Linked DNA regions of Canis lupus: region 1 is linked to region 2. The links are chromatin contacts, called in public Hi-C maps. All regions are on one chromosome and are shown on one strand. Each heading gives the region's core, a stretch centred on a gene start, on an enhancer-like site or on the middle of the called end of the contact. The rest is flanking DNA. Distances are from core to core; before and after follow the strand shown.

Region 1 (4,202 bases), core at 67-2,566, 140 kb before region 2:
CGGGGACTCGCAGCCTCGCTCGGCCCGGCGCGCGCCAGCCGCGGACCCGGGACCTGGGCGTGCGCTCGCCGGCCCCCGCGCCCAGCTGCGGGGCGCGCCCTCTCTGCAGCCGCTCTTCCCTCCCCGTGCGACCCCTTCCCCCCACACAGGCGGCCTCGCGTCTAAGAAACCAACCATAAGCCCCCCACACTCCCCAAAAAAGTTCTGACTTGAGACACACGCAGCGCAGAGGATCTTCGGGTCAAAGCAGGCGACACCGCCGGCCCCGGGCCCCCCGGCCCCCCGGCGCAGCCGCGCCCCGCGCCCCCCTCGCTGCCGCGGAAGCCAAGCCGGCCCAGGTCAGCAAAGGGCCCCAAGGCTGCCCCTGGGCCACCGAGGCGGCGAGCGGCGGGGCGGACGAGCCAACCGCCCCCCCGCGCCCCGCACGACCCCGGGCGCTCACGAGACGGGACTGCGGCCGCCGGCAGAGCCCCGGGGGGGGGCGGGGGAGAAAGCACGCGCTGCACACGCCCACGCCCACGAGCACACACGCCCGCCCCCCGCCCCGAGCGGGCGGCGGAGGCGCGGGAGGTCCGCGGCGCCGCGCCCGGGTACCTGCCCCGCACCCGCCCCGGCAGCGCCTCCCCCCGGCCCGCCGCCCGGGTCGCACCTGGGAGCCTCGGGGCGCGGCGGCGGCCGCGGAGCCACAAGTCCCCGGCGCGCCCCTCTCGCCCCGCACGAGCTGGCGCGGCCCGCGCCGCCCTCGCCCGCCCCCCTCCTTACCCAGATACTGCCGCAGGTCGAGCAGGAAGCGAGGGGGTCCCCCGCTGAGCTGATAGAAGAGGGAACCCAGGCAGAAGACCAGCAGGACGGCCATGCAGAAGCCGTAGTCCCGGAGGGAGAAGCGCAGGAAAGGCAGCAGAGAGACCCGGCGCTTCCAGCCGCCCAGGCCCGGAGGGGCGCCCCCCAGAGGGGCCCCATGGGGCCAGGGATCCGCGCCGCCCCCGGGATGCTGCTGCTGCTTCTTCTTCATCGCCTGCTCCGCCGCCTCGCACAGCCTGCCCGAGCCGGGAAGGGGTCACCCATCCGCCTGCGAGGAGGAGAGCCCGGCCGGCCGGCTGCACATGGGCAGGGCCGCGCGGAGGGCAGCGGGTGGGGGCGGGGAGGGGCCGAAGTTGCCGGGCTCAGGAGACTTTCCTCGGCATGGTCCCCGCCGCCGCGGCCCGAGCGGCCGAGGTGCCGGCCCCGGCTCGGCCCGCGCCCTCGCCCGCGCCCGCGCCCGCTAGCGCCCCCGCGCCCCGCGCCCCGCCGCGCCCCGCCGCGCCCCGGGCTCGCTCGCGGCCGCCGGGGCTCGCCTCCAGCGCCAGCGCGGACCCCCGGCTTTGTGTCCGTCGGTCTCGGCGCGTTTTGTCCCGATTCAGACTCCTCTAAAAGACGGCAGGGAGGAACAGGAGGCGGACACCACCCCCTCGCTCCACCTCCTTGACAGGGGTTTGCCTCCTCTCCTCCCCTTCCCCTCTCCGGCTCTCCGCAGCCCTCTCTCCTCCCTCGGCCCTCCCTCTCGGCGCGCGGGTCTCCGGGTTTCTCCCGGGTGTCACGTTACTGCCTCTGACCGGGGGGCGGGGGGGGCGGCGATTATTCACAACTAGGAAGAAAGTTTCTGGGTGTTTTTCTCCTTCCCCCTTTCTCTGCAATCTGGCCTCAGTTTCTGCGCCACCAGCGACCTCTTGGGGGCCCCGCTGACTTCCCTCTCGTAAACAGTCCCCGGCAGGAAGAAGCACAACTTCTACTCTCTCTATATTATATATATATTATATACATATACATGTACTTTTTTTTTTTCATTTCAGAAACTTGATTCTCCTTCTGTATCCTGAGCTGCCTACAAAAGGCCAGTAAAAGGTACTTGGGTATATGTTCAAGCCTTTACTGAGTTGGTCAAAGAGCAAGTGATGTGAATTCTAGTGAAACATGCCCCCGCGGAGCCAGGCTCACGGCCCGACTCCTAGAAGAGAAAGGGAAGAGGACGCTCTCTTCTTGCTCGCCCTGGCTCTTCGGCTACTCCTCCACAGAGCTGCTCATCCGCATAGCGGCCAGAGAGGCACGGGGGTGGTACTGAGAGAACTCAGGGAGGTCCTTCCTCTAGGAGATTTGTAGGGAAAGGGGCCTTACATACCCATTTCCTTCCATGGGAAGCTTCTGGACCTGAAAGAAACACCACCACCACCCCATCCAAAGTAGATAGATGGCATGGAACACAGATCTGGCGATGGGGGTGGGAGATGCATGAAAGGGCTGGTCTCATCAGCCACACTTTAAGTAAGAATCATTTGTTGCTTATATAGAAGTCCCACCACCTGAGGCTTAGGGGACTTGCCCAGGGACACAGAGCTACCTGGAGTGGGTTGGAGAGCCACACTCATATCTGTTTGACCCTCAAGCCTACTATGCTAACCACTGCACTGCACCATCTCCCAGCTAGGGTTTTGGGGTTCCCCCCATTATTTGCATAGTGATTGGAGAAAGAGATATATAGCTCATTGAGCCCAGGCCACCTTGAATAACAGAAGCCTTGGATTTTTGGTGCCTCTCATCTGTGGCTCCCCTGTCACTGTGACATTCTGGTAGTCGACAACCCCTTTGCAAGGAAAAATCAGCAGCCAGGGGCCTCTATGATTCTAAGACTGATTTTCCTTTTTTTTTTTTTTTTTTAATTTTTTATTTACTTATGATAGTCACAGAGAGAGAGAGAGAGAGAGAGAGAGAGGCAGAGACACAGGCAGAGGGAGAAGCAGGCTCCATGCACCGGGAGCCCGACGTGGGATTCGATCCCGGGTCTCCAGGATCGCGCCCTGGGCCAAAGGCAGGCGCCAAACCGCTGCGCCATCCAGGGATCCCTCCTGAAAATCTTTTTAAAGGTGGATATCTGAAAACTTTTCTGTGGAAAACTAGGGAATAGGATCCTGAGATCAAGAGCTTCTAATTTAAGAACAATATGATTTAACCATAATAATCCATATATAAATTGTGCTTGGTTTGAAATGAGTGAAGAGGACACACAGATCATAAACTGGAGGGAGTTACAAATGAGGTGGGTAGTGCCATACACACACACATAAGCTCTACCTTCTAGTTCTTTTGTCCTAGCCCACTTTCTCAGAGACCAGAGGCTGCTTTGGGACCCCAAGCAAAGGGCAGCCCCTTTGTTCTATCACCAAAAATCCAAAATAGACTGTTAATGGTTTGTTTCACATTTATTCCATGAATCAGAGATTTCTGTGGATTAATATGCACATCTGAGAAATGTGAATGCCCCTGAGAGAATTAAGCCAATCAGTCATTGCCCATTAATGCGAATTACTTTAATCACCACACTGAGTAGCCCAGAATAGGCTCTCAATTAATAATTTTTGAGTTAATGAAGAGGGACTGAGGGATGGGAGAGCAAAGCAATGCTGATAATGTTTCAGAGACCACCTTTGACAAATGGGACCTGTACCTGTGGCCCAGCCCTGTGATATGAATGTTTTTCATTAGATGTACTGTGCAAGATCCCGCGTGCTCACAAGGCCTGCCCGGGGTCTAGAGACTTCTCTCCCAGAATGATTTGGGAAACCTTCCAATTCTTTCCCCCCAACAAAGGAATCTGAGCAAGAGTGAGGTTTTAACAGGGAGATGAAGCAGGAAGAAAGGAAATAAACAGCTGTAAAAGTAAGTAAATATGGGAATAAATGGTTTTTTTCCATTGTGAAAAAGTTGTGAGGCAGGTACAAGGGGCAGACCCAGCTTAGAAGAAACACACTGTGACGTGAAGAATTTTAGAAAGAAAAAGCAGGTCAGTTTTTCAAAGATCACATTAATGGACACCTTCAAAAATGCAGGAAGGAGTAGAAACCAAGATACAAAGAAGTTTCATGCGGAAAAAAAAATGCCTTGAATTTTCACCTAACAGAGACATAGATTTGGGCGTAAAACTTTGTTCTTTGAAGTCCTATAAAAGTCCCATCAAAAAAGAAAAACAAACTTTTAATCTAAAATACCCTGATGAATGGTATCTTTATTGAAACCACTTAATAGATCAACTAATTATAGGAATTTGGCAACAGTGTTCTATTATTAGTCTTATATTGAATATGGTTTAGTTAACACCTTAACCTCCCCTCCAATATCTCGAGCTTCTTCATTCCTTTTCTCTTCAGTGACTTGTCCTCTGTCTCATCGGA
Region 2 (3,831 bases), core at 97-2,596:
GATTAGTCCTGAGACTGGAGCCCTCAGGAATGGGATTAGTGTCTTTATAAGACATGAGACAGCTTGCTGCTTCTCTCTTTCCCCAAGAATACAGTGAGAAGTCAGTAGTCTGCAACCTGGAAGAGGACTCTGACCAGAACCTGACTGCGCTGGCCCTCTGATCTCAGGCTTCCAGCCTCCAGAACTGTGAGAAATAAGATTTCGGTTGTTGCTAAACCACTCAGTCTGTGGCATTCTGTTATAACAGCCGGAATTCATGAGGACAGCTACAGTCCCCGGTTAGTCAACTAAACACTAACTCAGGTGTTGCTGCGAAGGTATTTGTGGCTGTGATTCTAGTCCATAATCAGTTGACTTTAAGGGAGTCTGATCTGGGTGGGCCTGACCCGGTGTGTTGAAAGGCCTCAAGAGCAGAGCGGAGGATTCCTGGTGAAGTGGACACCGCGGCCTGCAGACAGCAGCTGCCGCCTGGCCTCCCTGACATCACATCCTCTGGGTTCAGGCTTGCCTGTCCAGGCTCCACAGTCACAAAAGCTCATCTGTGCCCTGAAGATGCATCTCCCGCGGGTTCTGCTCCTCTGGTTGAACCCAGACTGATAGGCCAGGTGATTTCAATATGCTGCTCAGGCTGAGACCAGGGAATATTCGGCAGTGGTTAAAGCCAAAGGGCGTGGGGACCAAACTGCTCCAGGCCAGCGCTCATCTCTCTGCCTACCCCTGTGTGAGGCCCTGGGGCTGTGAACGGGGATGGGGTCGCGTCTAGGCAGCCACAGAGGTGCAGGCCGGATGCTTCGGCGCCTGGAAGCTCAGCGCGCGTCCGCAGGGGAGGCGGCGGCGGCTCTTCATTCGCGGGGATGAAATGCCATTCAAACAGCGACGAGTCTGGTTTCCCACCTCATCGACACCTGAGGTTTGGGGCTTCGTTTTCGGGTCACCTGACGCGTCCTTCCCGAGCCTGTTCCGGGCGGCGGGAAGGCACTTGGCGCGCGGCCCCTCAGGTGCAGCCCGGGGGGGTGGGGGGGCAGGTGCAGCCCGGGGGGGGGGCAGGTGCAGCCCGGGGGGGGGGCAGGTGCAGCGGGGGGGGGGGGCAGGTGCACCCGGGGGGGCAGGTGCAGCCCGGGGGGGGGCAGGTGCACCCGGGGGGCAGGTGCACCCGGGGGGGCAGGTGCAGCCCGGGGGGGGCAGGTGCAGCCCGGAGGGCAGGTGCAGCCCGGGGGGTGGGGGGGCGCAGGTGCAGCCCGGGGGGCAGGCGCCCCGCCCCGGGAGTCAAGGAGTGAAAGGCTGGAGCCAGGAGCGCCACGGGGTGTCTCACAGCGGCCCGGGACCAACATTCTCCGATGCGCCCTCGGCTGGAAGGCGCCGGGCGTCTGGCGAGCAGGACAGCGGTGAAAACGCTGCTGCGCCTCCCGCCGCCGCTTTTCCTCCGGGCGCCGAGCCCCGCTGCTCCCTCCAGCGGCGCTGCGCGGGCGCTCGCTCCCCGGGGTCCGGTGCGGCTCAGCCTGGCGCACGAGAGCCCCCTGGTGGCCGCACGCCGCGGCGACTGCTCCTGCTTCTGCTGTGGTCCGGGGTCCTTGCCTTTGCTGCTGCTCACAGGCCCCGGTGAAGCTTTTTTTTTTTTTTTTTTTAATTGGAGTTCAGTTTGCCAACATATAGCATAACACCCAGTGCTCATCCCGCCAAGTGCCCCCCTCAGTGCCCGTCACCTGGTCACCCCTAACCTGCCCACCTCCCCTTCCACTACCCCTTGTTCGTTTCCCAGAGTTAGGAGTCTCTCATGTTCTGTCCCCCTCACTGATATTTTCACTCATTTTCTCTCCTTTCCCTTTATTCCCTTTCATTATTTTTTATATTCCCCAAATGAATGAGACCATATAATGTTTGTCCTTCTCCGATTGCCTTATTTCACTCAGCATAATACCCTCCAGTTCCATCCACGTTGGAGCAAATAGTGGGTATTTGTCGTTTCTAACAGCTGAGGAATATTCCATTGTATACATAGACCACATCTTCTTTATCCATTCATCTTTCGATGGACACCGAGGCTCCTTCCACAGTTTGGCTAAGCCTTTGACAGGTGGAGAAGATCGGCCGCTTTACCGACTTACTGTCACCAGCCATCTCTGTGTGACCTCAGCCGCTCCTGTCACCTCTCGGGGTCCTGTCTCCTCACCTATAAACTGGGAGGGTTGAAATAGATCCTCTGGGTTTTGACATTGAGGATTCAAGAACTTGTGATTCACAGACAGTCACTCATTCAACAAATACAAATGTGTCGAGTGCAGAGGTTCAGACTGGTTAGAGAGCAAACCTGTGCATTCCTGGGCCTTACACTGTAGCAGGAGGGGACAGGTGATAAGCAACATAGAGAAGAAAGTAAGTAATATGTCAGAAAATGATCCATGCTACCGCTGAAGACAGAGCAGAGAGGCAATCAGGAGTGACAGCAATGGTGAAGTCAGGACGGGGCTCTGGCCAGTCAGCTGGAGCAGAGACCTGGAGGACAAAGGTGGGGGGAGGCAGTCATTCAGATTTGGCTGGGGGGGGGGAGCGGGGGGCTGGCTCTACCGTCACTCCAGATGGAGGAAAGCACCCTACGAAGACCCAAAGCACAAGCCTGACTGATGGATTTGAGGACAAATAAGAAGGCTTGTGTTGGTGACTTAGCCAGCTGGGAGGGTATGATGGTGGGGTTGGGGAGACCAGATAGGAAAGAAGGGTTGATTCCATAGAACCCTGCAGGCCACTGTGAGGAGTCTATCCTTGACTCTTAAAGAAAGAAGCCACTAGAGGGTTTTGAGCAGAGGAATGACATGATCTGCCTTATGTTCTAACAGGGTCTTAGTCTGTTCAGGCTGCTAAAATAAAACACCATCAGGGCCCCTGGGTGGTTCAGTCAGTTAAGTGTCTGACTCTTGATGTCGGCTCAGGTCATGATCTCAGGGTCGTGAGATCGAGCCCAGCATCAGGCTCCATGCTCAGCACAGAGTCTGCTTGGGAGTCTCTCTTCCCCAATCACATACTCTCTCTCAAATAAATAAAATAAATCCTTTAAAAAAAAAAAAAACATTGTAGACTGAGAGACTTAAACAACAGAAATTAGTTTTCTTACCATTCTGGAGGCTGGAAAGTCTAGAATCAAAGTCCAGCAGAGTTCAGTGTCTGGTGAGAACCCTCTCCTTGGCTTGTAGAGGACAGCCGTCTCACTGTGTCCTCACATGGCAGAGAGATGAAGCCCTGGAGTGTCTCTCTCTTCTTATAAGGGCACTTAGCCCACCCGGGGGCTTCCCTTCATCCTCTCATCTAAACCTAATCACCTCCCAAAGGTCCCTTCTCCTAAAACCATGGAGTTTTGAGGAGCACAAACATTCAGGCCAGTCACTCGGGCAGCGCTGTGAGCTAGATAGCAGGGAAGGTGGTGATGGAGGCAGGAAAGCCAGAGGCTGGGGAACTACCCGCCAGAGGTGCTGGTGGCTGTGTCTTGAACGGTGAGGTAGCAGCGGAGGTGGTGACACGTGGCCAGCTTCTGGAGAGGCGGTGAAAGCAGAGGCAGCGGGATTTCCTGACTGGCCATAGGTGGAGGCTGGGAGAAAAAAAGAGGTCAAGGATGGCCAAGGATTTTGAACTGAGTACCTGAAAATTGGGATGTATTGAGGTTAAGAGGTCGATTTGTGAAGGGAATTGGACGTGCAGCTTTCAGGGGGGCCTTGTTGCTGGAGATAATGACCATACTCTGAGATTTGTGTTCATTCCTGGTACTGCCCGGCTGCATCAGTCTGGAAAAGTATCTTAACTTCTCTAAGCCTTGTTATTCAGGATGTATTTGTTCACCCC

What was found. Hi-C and Micro-C count contacts between places; a contact is called where the count stands out from the background.
Region 1: a Hi-C map of amygdala shows a contact between it and region 2, with 2.9 times the contacts expected there. The contact joins the promoter of UST here to the enhancer-like site in region 2. A contact is called at or near these places in 2 of 9 Hi-C or Micro-C datasets (amygdala and blood).

The regions. Positions count from the first base shown.
Region 1 is chr1:39,890,586-39,894,787 of UU_Cfam_GSD_1.0, reverse strand. UST (uronyl 2-sulfotransferase) reads right to left here and starts at 1,316. Exons shown (of 9, transcript XM_038526303.1): 1 at 763-1,316. The coding sequence starts at 1,012.
Region 2 is chr1:39,746,941-39,750,771 of UU_Cfam_GSD_1.0, reverse strand. No RefSeq gene overlaps it. Among named protein-coding and RNA genes, the nearest start is that of UST, 140 kb to the left of the region's middle. Within about 2 kb of position 1,346, at least 5 of the 20 cell types and tissues checked have an H3K27ac peak or open chromatin away from gene starts, as enhancers often do.